Linked DNA regions of Zea mays: region 1 is linked to region 2. A link is a contact called in public Hi-C data. All regions are on one chromosome and are shown on one strand. Each heading gives the region's core, a stretch centred on a gene start, on an enhancer-like site or on the middle of the called end of the contact. The rest is flanking DNA. Distances are from core to core; before and after follow the strand shown.

Region 1 (6,531 bases), core at 3,093-5,592, 210 kb before region 2:
TTCTAGTAAATCAAAGATGTGCTCATTAGTAAATAAACTGTCAGAAACATAACGTCACAACTCATCGCTGTTTCTTATAGACAGGCCCATACACAGCAGGGTTTGTACCACAGGCCACAATGACACATTCTTCTTCGTTACATTACGTCTCCCCAGAAGAGAAGAGCATACACCAGAAGTTCCAGTATATATAATCGACCACCGACCATCAGCATCAGCATAAGTACGACAACGCGCACATCCCCTGTTTATTCAATTATATTGGTGTAAACATCACACGCTCCATGTTGCGTTGCATCCTTGGCCACCGGTGCCTGCTTTCTTCCTCGTCGATCTTACATGCTCGGCTTCAGGTTCAGCCTAGAAGCCAGCTTCTGGCCAAGAGCGGCGTCGCACTGCAGCGCACACAGACAATTAATATGGTTTCAGTACCAGGATAAAGCGTTCGAATGTCCATGTCCACTGAGCATTTTTTACCAAGAACAAACAAACAACAAAATGAATACCTGGGACCAGTAGGAGATCCAAATGGTACGGTGTTCATGGGTCACGCGAGGGTCTGTCAGTGCGTCAACCCATCGCTGGATGAACCGGTCTTGCCTGTCATCATCAGATAGACAGATACCAAAACACTTGAATTAGGCAAGCAGCAGCTTAGTGTCCTATACCTGTAAACCAGACAGCCTGAGGTGTGGGGGGCAAACCTTGCAGGGTCGAAGGAACGATATCTCTCGCCAGCCTGCTTGAAGTTGTTCTCCTTCTGAATGATGCACTGCAGATTCAACAGTACAAGCAAGGTTTAGAAGGAAGAAAAATTCCAACGATGATTCACCTTCCTTCACCATTACATTATGTAGTATAACGATGTAGCCACAAGCCCACCATAACTCAATATTATTATAACATGAAGGCGCTGTTGGAACTTAATACACACCTTCTCACGACAGCCTGTTAGAACACGGGGAGGAATGGGGACCTTCTCCGCGTGACGGGCGGGATCAAACCTCGAAGGGAAGTAGTTCACCTAAGGAAACAGAGAGGATAGGTATAAGTGCCAGAGAACTCCCACATGTTACTTATGACGACAGGTAAGATGCATCCTACACCACACTTGCATGCAAAAGGGGAAAAGAACTCCAAAGAACATAGTACCTCTTCGTCCCTGTGCATGAAGTTCATGAACCCATCATGGTGGTTATTGTGGTGGGCACATTTTGGTGCATTCACAGGAAGCATCAGATAGTTTGGACCAAGGCGGTGCCTCTGGGTATCAGCATAGGAGAAGATTCTCGTCTGGAGCAGCTTATCATCAGAATAGTGAATTCCAGGAACAATAATCGCTGGGCAGAAAGCAATCTGTTCATTCTCTGCAAAGAAGTTGTCGACGTTCTTGTTCAGGACCATCCGTCCAACGGGCTGCAGCGGGATGATATCCTCAGGCCAGGTCTTGGTGACATCGAGCGGGTCAAAGTCAAACTTATCCTCATGGTCAAGATCAATAGTCTGGATGTAGAGCTTCCATTCAGGGTAATTCCCAGCTGCGATGGAATCATATAGATCCTTCGTCGCATGGCTGTGGCAGGTGCCTCCAACAGTCACAGCTTCATTGTCGAGCAAGCATTTCACACCACAAGTAGGCTTCCAATGGAATTTCACAAGGTGAGGCTTTCCATCCCTGTTGATCAAGGTGTAGGTATTGACACCAAAGCCCTCCATGTGCCTGTAGTTGAGTGGGATGCCAACATCGTCAAAGAGGAAGGTGAACATGTGTAGGCTCTCTGGGTGGTGAGAGAAGAAATCTACTATTCTCCAGTTCTCCTGCAAATTGGTCTTTGGATTCGGCTTGAAAGCGTGGACCATGTCAGGGAATTTCATCCCATCTCGTATGAAAAACACAGGCATGTTGTTACCCACGAGGTCAAAGTTACCCTGAAAAAACGCATGAAGAAAACCATAAGATACTATCCCTCTGGATATAAAAAGGTCAATAAAGTGTTCTAAAAATTGGGTCACTTGAAGGCATCCAACAATTTGTAAAAGAATGTAAACAAACAGCGCAACAATATGTAGGGGAAACTGGACAGAGATGGATTCAGTTATGAAATATCTTTGATTATACTGATACTGGACACAAACCGCACATTATGGTGCCCCAGAGTACTGTTCTTTTAAGCAAAAGGCACTTATATCTGCGTCACAAATAGGTAATCAGAATTTAATTTCATAAAAAGAAGTTCATCATGGCAAGGTCAAAGGTCAACTTAAACAGGAGGAGGTAACTTAAGTTTCAATTACAGAAAAAAGAAAGATACAGTTCATTCCTATGAGAAAAATGACCTAGAGACATCATTTCGTCTGAATAACAGCTCATGTCAAGGACCATCTACAGGGCTAAAGTACACATCACTAAGCAATAGTTGAAATCAGCTAAACGTTTGATATTACATGCTTTCATGAATGCATACAACATACATTGACAGAAAAGTACTTGCCAAGATGTATCATATAACTCACAACGGTTCTAAAAAAGAATGTTTCTTTTTAAGACATAACAAAAAAAAATAGAACAGTTAAGACATGTATCTCTTTCCCCTAGGAGGCGAGTTAAAATTTATCCTCAGTACCTCTCTGGTGTAGAACTTGACAGCAAAACCACGTGGATCCCTCAAGGTCTCAGGGCTTCCACGCTCATGCACAACTGTAGAGAAACGGACAATAACAGGTGTCTGGACCCCAGGAGCACGGAGAAAATCAGCACATGTAAGGTGAGAGACATCATGAGTGACCTCAAAGAAACCCTTGGCACTGGCTCCCCGTGCATGCACAACACGTTCAGGGATACGTTCTCTGTCGAACTGAGCAAGCTTTTCGATTAGATGATAATCCTCAAGGAGGATTGGACCTGTCAAAGAAAAACACATCGTGTGGAACAATATATCAGCAATTGTTAGCTAATAACACCAAAACAGAAAGTGAAGCAGGTACTATACAATAAAACAAACTCCTAAAACAAAAGGCTTCTCATATTTCTGACATATATACTCTGATAGAAACATATTGGTTTCAGATAGGCATATTGTATGTATCCTGTTCCTGCAATTGATGGACACTTTTTGTGGCAAATTGACAATGACATTCAGAAGAGCCAAACAGGGCTTGCAATCACTTTCAAAGCTCGGTCATACATTCTGAACAAAGAAGAACCAAGGATTAAGGTTTCCAGCAGTGATTTAACCTACCCCAGGTAACCATCGAAAGTAAACACACTGTATCAGTAACAATTAACTGTGATTACCCTCCGCTGACTTTACTACTCTCCAAGTGTCCCTCACCTAGGATTATCACTATGACTCCATGATGGCATTTCGTACCGGGAATGTGCTTTCTTTCCCTTAAGTAACGTAATGGTTCGACAGCGACTGGCAAAAATATCAGGACAAAAGCTTCACCTTACAGCTGATACAAGGAATAAGTCCTTTGGGCAAGTCTCAAATTCATTGACGATATTCGGACAGGTGAATCAACGACAACCCGCATGTACAGAGCAGGCAAAATTAGTCACTGGAAATTAATTAAAAGCACATCAAGATGCAAGCTTTGAATGGATGGGAAGCGAAATCCTCTGGCTTCCACGGTGCAATAATAGGCCTCAAAGCAAAGCTAGAACAGATCATTTATGCCTCGGATGGGTCTCGCACAAATCAAGAACATATATGCTACATACATAGTGAGTACATACAGGATCGTGCAAGGGAAAATGAAACCGGGATGGAGAGACGAGACAAATGAAGGCAGCAGCATGTCAGCTACAGGATAAACAGAGAGAGGGGTTGTGGTCTGACCTCGCTGTCCGACGGTGAGGGCAGAGTTGTTGTTCCAGACGGGGGCGCCGGAGTTGGTGGTCCAGAAGCTGGAGTTGCTCCCACTAGACGGGCGGTGCTGCAAGAACGAAGAGTCCCCCAGATCGAGCGCATCAATCAAGTCAGACGAGCGAATGCATCAATCAAGGGCGGAAACAAGATGCGGAATTGATTTGAGGATCTAGCACATAGGGCAAAATCGATGAAGAAAGAATTCTAAATCGAAAAAAAAGCACCTTGTATGGATCCATGGCTGCCGGTGGGATCACGTCGAGCGGGCGGGCCGAAGGGATTGGGGAGCAAACGCCTCTAGACTAGGGGGGAGAAGGAGAAGGCGAGAAGGGGGGAGAAAACAATGTCGGTTCGGCTGGCGATAAGGACGGGGAGTAGGAAGCCGATTTCCCCCCTTTTTTATCTTAAGGAAATGCCAAGGCCCAACTCCCAAGGGACGGAGAGCCGGGAAACAATGGAGGGAGGATGGCACTGCACGGCACGGCGGTGGTTTCGTGCTCTCCTCGCTGTCCATATTGCCCTCTTCCACCTCCACGTGGACTTCTTGGTTACATGATTCAGCCCGTCGGCGAGGGTGGCCTACTTGCAGAGACGAGGGGAACAGACATAACACCCATTTGCAGTTTGCACCCCGGAAGTTTTGCGTACGTGGTTACCACAAACTTTCCTTGCTAAGACAGAATCTTAACGGCTGCTGGAGCGAAAGAAAAACTCTTCGGTAGTACTTTATCTGTCTTTTTTTTATTTGTTCCGATTTAGTTTAAAAGTAAACTAGCAGACGATAACGAAAATAGTCTATAATTAAGGATCTACCTTTTTAAACAAATCATGTCTAAAGCACTAGATTTATTTTAGAGCAACTTCAATTTAGATATAGAACAAGTCCAATGTCACTGGGTTGCGACAACACACAATCATATTTGGTATTTATAAAAATAAATTTAATATCAAAACGAATATATGATCTACATATTAGATATTAAACTGATAAGAATAAATATTATATTTTATCTTAGCCAAAAGACCGAAAAAGATATAAGTTAAAAAAGAGTCTAGACCCTTTTATAACTCGCTCGACCACCCATCCTTCGGTTAGCGAATTGTTACTATGTAAAGCTTTCTGTCGTATTGTGTTTGGATAGATTCTCATGATCTACCTGTGGTGTAGTAGTCTATTGATAGGCGAGAAGTGAGTGACATGAGGCACGACACACGAAATCTAACGGAGTAGAGATTTCTACAAGTACTAAAAATAAAAGTTTGATGTAGCTTTATGGTAGGGTGCGAGAAACCCACCTAGGTTGCCAATTGTGGCCCGATAAGGCCGACTTCAGCAGTAATGCAAAGTTTATTCATAAAAATTGTTTTACACTGTTCTATACTGTAGACTGCACTATTCATAGAATAAAGTTTGAATATGAGTATTATAAAATATTAGAGATAGTCTAACAGTCCTAGAAGCTCATCTTCTTTTTTTGTCCCGTGGACACCTTGGCCCCACACGTTAGACTCTTCATCTTCCTCCTTTCTTTGTGTAAAGTAGAGGACAACAACTCGTGGGTTGGCGAGCGTGACGTTGGGGCGGCGCGTCTGGAGGCAAACACAGTCGACTGGCAAGGGAGATAGGGCAAGAAAAAAAAGTTTGCTCTGAGTGACTTGTGAGCCTCGAGCGAGCAAGTCGAGTCGAGCTAGTCTTTTAGCTTCGTTAGTGCCGAGGTGGCTTATTCTGGCTCACGGGCTATATGAGCTATATCAAATTAATCAACCTACAGAATAATAATGAATTTTAGATAATTTTATAGGTATTTGGCTCGCTCTTTAGCCTTTTATGATGGATATATGACAAATTATAATTTAAATTAATCGTGTTCTTTAACCTTTGATAATGGATAAATGACAAATCATAATTTAAATTACTCGTTATGTTGAATGGTGATTATATATTCCATATTTATATACTATTAATTCACTATATAATGCAATAATATTTATCAAGTTGTAGCTTGAGAGCCGAGCCTCGCTCATTCTTTAGCTCACCAAGTGGGTGAGCCGAGCCAAATTCGATCAGCTACCGAGCCGCACCAAGCCAATCCAAGCTTTGACTTGGCTCGTTTCTAGCCCTAAGGCTATCTCCAGTAGATCCCCTATCACATCATGTTGGCACCGATTGATTTGGTCACCAAACACTAGAGGTGCACCACCTGGTGGTGCCCTCTGCGGCAACGCGGACGGTCTGCGGCCCTGGGCCGGACGGTACACGACCTTTCTACAGGGGCGACTCCTTCCTTGCGTCGCTCTGGACGGTCTGTGCCTTGGACCAGACGATCCACGATGGTGCAGGGTCCTCTTCCTTCTCACGAGGCTCTAGGTCAGCAGGCCACCCGGCACGTCCCCAGACGACGTAGAGTCGCCTAGGGGTTAAAATAGTTGAGGTATAGTATCTTGAATGGACCACTAGATCTTACCCTCAGGAGGGGTATGATCCTAGGGTCGTCTTAGGGTCGGCAGGCCACACAAGACGGATCTAGACGACATAGAGTCGAATAGGGATGGAGGTGGATATGCGGAAAGCTACAGCTAGAACTACGTTACATCTACTCTTAGGGCAGGAAAAGTAAATACAGTAGACTGGTTCGATTGGAATGTGTTTGGGGGTTTG
Region 2 (6,278 bases), core at 2,951-5,450:
CCACTCCCGGACTGGCGGTATTTACTCCTGGTAGCTCTCTAGTATTATATATTGTTCTCACAGACCAACACGAGTCTTTTGTACGCATTTTGTCCTCACTCATGCGCACCCAAGAAAACTTCTCGTTCGATCACTTATCCCAAATTGCTCCAAGCCAAGCACGTTTGACTTAGAGGTTCTTTCGAGATAGACTACCGAAAAAGAAAATATACCTTGTTGGTATGGATACACTTTTAATTCTATTAAGCCTTGAGCCACCATACCAGGGGCCAGAATATCACAAGATTGATTACACACTTGAAGCAAATTTATTAGAATCTTTATTTGTTTTGTCATGATCACCAAAACCCTCAAAAAGTTGATGGCAAGCACATCCTAAAAGGCTATTAGCGTAACATCCTTCTTATGCTAAATATTTTTAAAATGTTTTTTTTATTTTTTTTCTATAGTTGTGTACGTACGCGGGGTATATGTTAGGGCATACATGGTATACCCCTAGATACGCCCCTGGATAGTGGTGTTTCATTCATTGATGATGAAGGGAAAATGTTCTAAATCCTATTGACGATTACTCCATAACACACACAATATTGAGCCATTTCAAAATGGATCATGACTACATGCTAAGTTTGATTTTTCCCCTTACTATACTAATCATAAGAGTGGTCGTCTCTTAGACGGTTCACCTTAGGCCATCTCTAGTAGGTCGTCTAAACGGCCGTGCAAAATACTGTAGATTATACTATTTACAAAGTGAAGTTTAAAATAGAAGGTGAGATAGAAAGTAAGATATAGAGTCTGTTAAAGATAGTCTTACCTTGCTTTATTACTAAACATAAATCTGATAGGTTCTTAGGCAAGGTTTACTATAGCTTGTTGTGGATGTCTGCTGATCGGTAATTTTACTAGAGAGTTATCTCAAATAAGGTTTGGTAGGCTTCAATAGAAAACCAAACTCGAAACGTAAGACAACAATTTAGACAGATTTAGGTCGCTAAATAGTTTAAGGCTTTCTCCAGTAGCTCTCCTATCGTATTTTCTATCTCACTTCATATTTCAAACTCCACTTTATAAATACTATGATATACAGTACAAAATAGTGTTTTACATGACTATATACACGATCTGATGGACACAACCTAATACCCAATGTCTTATGTTGTATAGTGGATTATCTTATATTGGATTGCTGAATATGAGATGTTATAAGAAGAGTACATTTGCCTCTCTTTGTGCATTCTAGAGGGCAGGCATCATCATCAACAACAAGTTCTCTTTTTTTGACACTCTATCAACATGCTTCTATATTTTTACCATATAAGAATTACAACAAAATTCTGCGTGAAGAAATGAATTACCTCATGTTTCTTTCATTTCTCTTGAGGACGAACAGACCTGTCTACTAATTCAATGTTACAATATACTGTGGTTTCATGGCGGGAGCAAAGAGCCTGAGCGCCTAATAAAGCCTAGATCTCTCCTGTAAATTCGAAAAAAAAAGAATGGTTTCTTCCTTAATGCCATCATCCTCTCATCTTAATGACAGACATCACAACACAGATGTTCTTTTGAAACCTCATCTCCCCCTCCTTTTTTCAGTAATTTGGTTTACATGTATATTTGTGCAAAATCATCAGGGTGTTTTGTTTTCATTTACTCCCTTATGGACCCTTGCGAGAAAGCTGAATCAAAGAGTTGGCTTTCCTCTGCGCTCTACTTGTACCCGACTTTGCAATATCAGACAGATGTTCTTGCAGACCCAATCCAAGTGCGTGCGCCATAAGGGAGTTGTTATGAAGACCTAGCTCGAGCAGAACAGATAGTGCACACTCCTTGTTCTTGGGAGTCCCTTCCTTTGTGATCTGAACAAGAATCTCAACAAAAGACGTTGTCCCCACTTCACTTCGACAACCAGGATGTGATGCCAGGAGGAGAAAAATGGACAGTGCTTCGTCTATCATGTCTAGTTTCTTGTCGCCAAGTATTTTCAGCAAAGCAGCCATGATTCCTGCTTCAATAGCCCTAAATTTGTTTGGATGGTTCAGTATCAGATTGAAAAGTGCTGTAGCAGCATCTTTCTTGCCTCTGATTGTCCCATCCCTTAAGAGGTCCACAAGAGGAGCTATACCACCCAAAACCCCTATAGCCGCCTTGTTCTCGTCTATCATAGACAAACTGAACAATGTCGCTGCTGAGTTCTCCTGACCTTCAATGCTGCCATTTTTAAGGACTTCAATGATCAAAGGTAAGGCTCCTCCTTTAGCTATCAGAACTTTGCTGGCCTCATCAATCGATAAGTTTAGCAGTGCAGTCACAGTGTTCTCCTGAATCTTCTTATCTGGATAGGACACCAAGCTAATAAGAGCAGGGAGCCCACCATTCTCAATGACCAGTGCTCTATTCTCTGGGTTTTCTTTGGAAAGTGCCCGAATCTTCTCGGCAGCCTTCCGCTGCACATCGAGATGAACAGACGACAGATCCTTCACCAGCTTTGGAATGTCTTCTTTGCGATCTTCCTGTTCAGCTACAGGCTCGGATTCTCCCTTCTGGATCTCAACTTTATTCTTTTCACACCACTGCAAGATCAAGTTTTTCACCGCAAAGTTTGGTGCCAGTGAAAGATGAGCTAATGGTTGCTGCGTCTTTGGGCAGGTCCGCTGGCCAGCATCGAGCCACTTCTTGATACTTCTTCTCTCATAAGTCTGCAAATCAGGTGAAATATGGATTGTGAGACAATAAATCCCACTTTGCAATCAGGGAACATGTCATGAATGGGCATACCCTCCCGCTCGCGATGATGACAGGGTCAGTCATGATCTCCAGCGATATTGGACATAGGAATTCATTTGGGATCATCAAAGACGGGCATTTCTCCAGATATTTTGGTATGGAGACATCCCCAAGGATGTTCTTCTCGTCGATGCCTGCAATCTCCTTGAACTTGTTGAGGAGTTCTATTATGTGCTTGGTGCTTTCTGGTTGCTGGCCATTCCTCTCGTTGATGAGCTTTTTAATGGCCATAGTCTCCGCTCTCAAATCCGCCAGGCTTTGCAGCTCGAGCTTCTTGGCTAGCCTTTCCAATATAGCTCTATCTGCATTCCCGTCCTTGTTCTGGAGTATCATCATAAAATCCATGGAGAGTTCCATGTCCTGGGTATCACTTCTCTTCTTGCACCTCTTCAGTTGCGCATTGATGAGCTCAACCTGAAATCACCGAAGCAGTTGCGGTTTGCGTCAGATATTCCATTTTACCAAAATGTTGGCACATAATGACATAACACACGCACATTACCTGTTCCTTGACTTCATCGGAGATGCCAATCTCAGAGTAAGGCATCCCATCCAATGCAAGATTCATCTTCTCATACACGGCCCTGAACCGCCCGAGCACAGCCTCGCTCTCCAAAGACTGAAATTTTTAGGACAAGATCATCATTCAAAATGCAATCTTTTCTTGTCAGCACATGGCATAGACTGACAGACGCGAGGTAATAGTAAGGCCCTTATATATTATATAATCCAGCTTAAATAAGTTAAGAGGCAAACAAACAACATAGATTATTAAAAAAATGTAAACTGTATATTTACAATCTTTGAAACAGGCCATGAACAAGAGTAATGAAAATGGCAGCACAGTTCCACTTCGGATGCCCCCAAGAAGAAGGAAATGGCACCCCACTCTATTATTACCAGGAAGATCTTGCTGCCGTCGTGGCAGCAGCGGAGGAGCCGGCGAGCAGCGTGGAATGCACGACCGAGGAGGGCGAGGCGGCGGTAGGCGTCATCACTGAGGGACGGCGCGATCTCGCGGATCTCCTGGATGAGCGGGAGCACGAGCTGGAGCCAGCGCTGGAGACCGAATGACTCCTTGCGCTGCGAGCGGCGGAACTCCTGGAATGACCGCGCGGCGGCGAGGGCGGCGAGGAGGTCCTCCACCAGGGCCTCGTCCGACAGCTGTTCGGACGGGTACGCCTCTGGCTCAGGCTCCGAGTCGCCCCCGGGAGCCTGTCGCGGAAAGATGGACCACGGCAGCATGGATCGGTCGATGTGATAGATGGTGTGCGCTGAATCCTCCAGGGAAGGGAATGGCAAACAAACGGGAGGAGTAGCGGTGGAGGAAGAAGGCTTTTCGCGGGCTGACCTGAATTCCAGGGGAGGGGCCCCTCAAGGGCGGGCTGTCATTCCAGAACTCCCAAAATTAGCAAATGTGAGCAAACCCTATGCATACATCTTTTCTTTTATCTTTATCTTTACTAATATAATAATGCAGCTGCTTCGTTGTGCGTTTCCCATATAACCAGGTTTGAACAGTAGATCATAGTTGTTGGCTCTAAACCCACATTCACAACCACTTAACCACTAGAACACATATGTTTTTATATTTTATACTCTACACTCAAGTATAATATAGAGATTTTTATGGAAAATAGGTGAAAAAAACGCCCACCCATGTCGTGCTCGGACCGACCAAAATCGTGGCGGGCCACGAGCCGCTCTGCAAGTCTGGTCTATTTAGATAAGTATACTCATACACTAGTGATGTGCCCGCGTAGGCAGACAGTGGTATTCCATTTAAATAAGGTCTATCTTAGTGATATATAGCATGTTTGGTTCGACTTTTGTCCATCAGAACCAACTTATGGTCCAACAGATCAAGGAGCTAGGTCGTCAGGTTAAGGTTCCAGCCCATTGAATTGAGGTGCTAGCCATTGGAGCGGGGCAACAAAGAGGGATAGTTGTCACCACCAACGATGATCCCAGAGAACCAATGGCCGAAGAGGCCCACGCCACCGATAGGGGCATGGTGCCTTTTGCATTGTTGCCACCATATAGCATGGGTTGGTGGCGAGAACGTCTCGCAAATTTACATTTGTCATTTTAAATTAAGGGATCTTATTTTGAATTATAAAAATATTAGAGAAGGGGATCTTTAATTTATATTTATCATTTTAAATTAAGAAAACTTATTTTGAACTAGAGATACATTCGAGAAGGGGTCTCTTTCTATGTGTGTTGGGTTTTTACTTCATTTTCTTTTCTTATCTCCCTATTTTTACTCCTCTGTTGTTGTCGTTATTGGTTGCACCATCAACTATTCACCCCCACCGCCCCCACTCTACTCTCCTTTAGTTGGAAGACAATAAAGCTTTGCCCCAATCGTCTCACTTGCAATCATCACAAGTGCCAAGCCAACTATATCTCTACCCCTCTAAGCCCATCGGATATGAAATCCTAACCCAAATCTCCACCACATCTACTATTGACACCTTGTCTACTGCCCCTTGGCCTTTAGTGACCACATTGTCGGTCGTAGTACTTATAACCCTTCCATTACCCTCACCCCCTCTTTTGCTGGTCAGTCAGTTATAGCATGTGTCAAAGGGAACTGAACTTTGAGCCATTACTATAATTGCTTTAGAGTTTGATAACCACTCACAATATTATGGACTAACTAGTTTGCTAAGTGAATGGTTGCAGGTTCATAAGAATAAGAACAGAAGATTCAATATGAACAATAGTCCAAAACTTAGTTAGAAAGGGCATAATTTGGAAAAGAGGAACCTTGAGTGGTTCAAGTGTTTGGATGAGTTATAAGATGCCCTAAGAAATTTTGGAACCTTCGGAAGTGGCTAGAAAGTTTAGGAATGCGAAAAGGGGTTCCAGGAGCTAAGTTTGGAAAAGTTGAGTAGAAATGAGCATATGGATTAAAAGGGATCAAAATGATCAATACCTATGACTTAGAGTGTTTGGATAAATTGAGAATATGTTTCTCTAAGTCAAAGAAGTGCTCAAATGTATAGCCAAATGAAAACAAGAGTGAAAGGAATCGAGACGCCAAAGAGGGGGTTGAATTAGGACTTCTAAAAACTTCGCTCTAAACTACGCCACAAATAAATTCCTAGAACAAAACCTATCCAAAAATCGAAGCTAGGAAGCCATGACCGGTAAGGCCCCTTGACCCGTGACCCATAAATAAAACCATTATTGATGACAGCCCTTGTTGGACAAGGAAAGTGGAATCGTGATGTATTCGTGCGACCCCCCATTGCGGAGATGGGTACTCGCGCACCCGATCAGCCACGCTTATGTCATTTTTTGCTCATCCCTTTTCCATAGCAACTTGACACAGAAAAATATTGCCATAAGTCAAAATTGGGCTCGATGCCCAGATACCCTTCACACAAGGTGATAAAGGCAGCGATATGTTGAATCCCCTTTAGATTCAGGTAATGAAGCTGCACCTACATATAATCAAAAAGAATTGCGACAAAAGTGTG

Evidence for each region. Hi-C and Micro-C count contacts between places; a contact is called where the count stands out from the background.
Region 1: a contact with region 2 is called in a Hi-C map of ear, with 1.7 times the contacts expected there. The contact joins the promoter of LOC542369 here to the promoter of LOC103626471 in region 2. A contact is called at or near these places in 4 of 25 Hi-C or Micro-C datasets (ear, endosperm, leaf and 1 more).

What each region holds. Positions count from the first base shown.
Region 1 is chr5:65,468,647-65,475,177 of Zm-B73-REFERENCE-NAM-5.0, reverse strand. It overlaps LOC542369 (catalase 1), which reads right to left and starts at 4,342. Exons shown (of 8, transcript NM_001254879.2): 1 at 4,097-4,342; 2 at 3,843-3,939; 3 at 2,625-2,902; 4 at 1,153-1,929; 5 at 935-1,024; 6 at 705-772; 7 at 507-600; 8 at 1-395. The coding sequence starts at 4,111. The coding sequence ends at 336.
Region 2 is chr5:65,254,420-65,260,697 of Zm-B73-REFERENCE-NAM-5.0, reverse strand. LOC103626471 (U-box domain-containing protein 15) reads right to left here and starts at 4,200. Exons shown (of 4, transcript XM_008646880.3): 1 at 3,691-4,200; 2 at 3,293-3,409; 3 at 2,782-3,204; 4 at 1,257-2,702. The coding sequence starts at 4,035. The coding sequence ends at 1,662.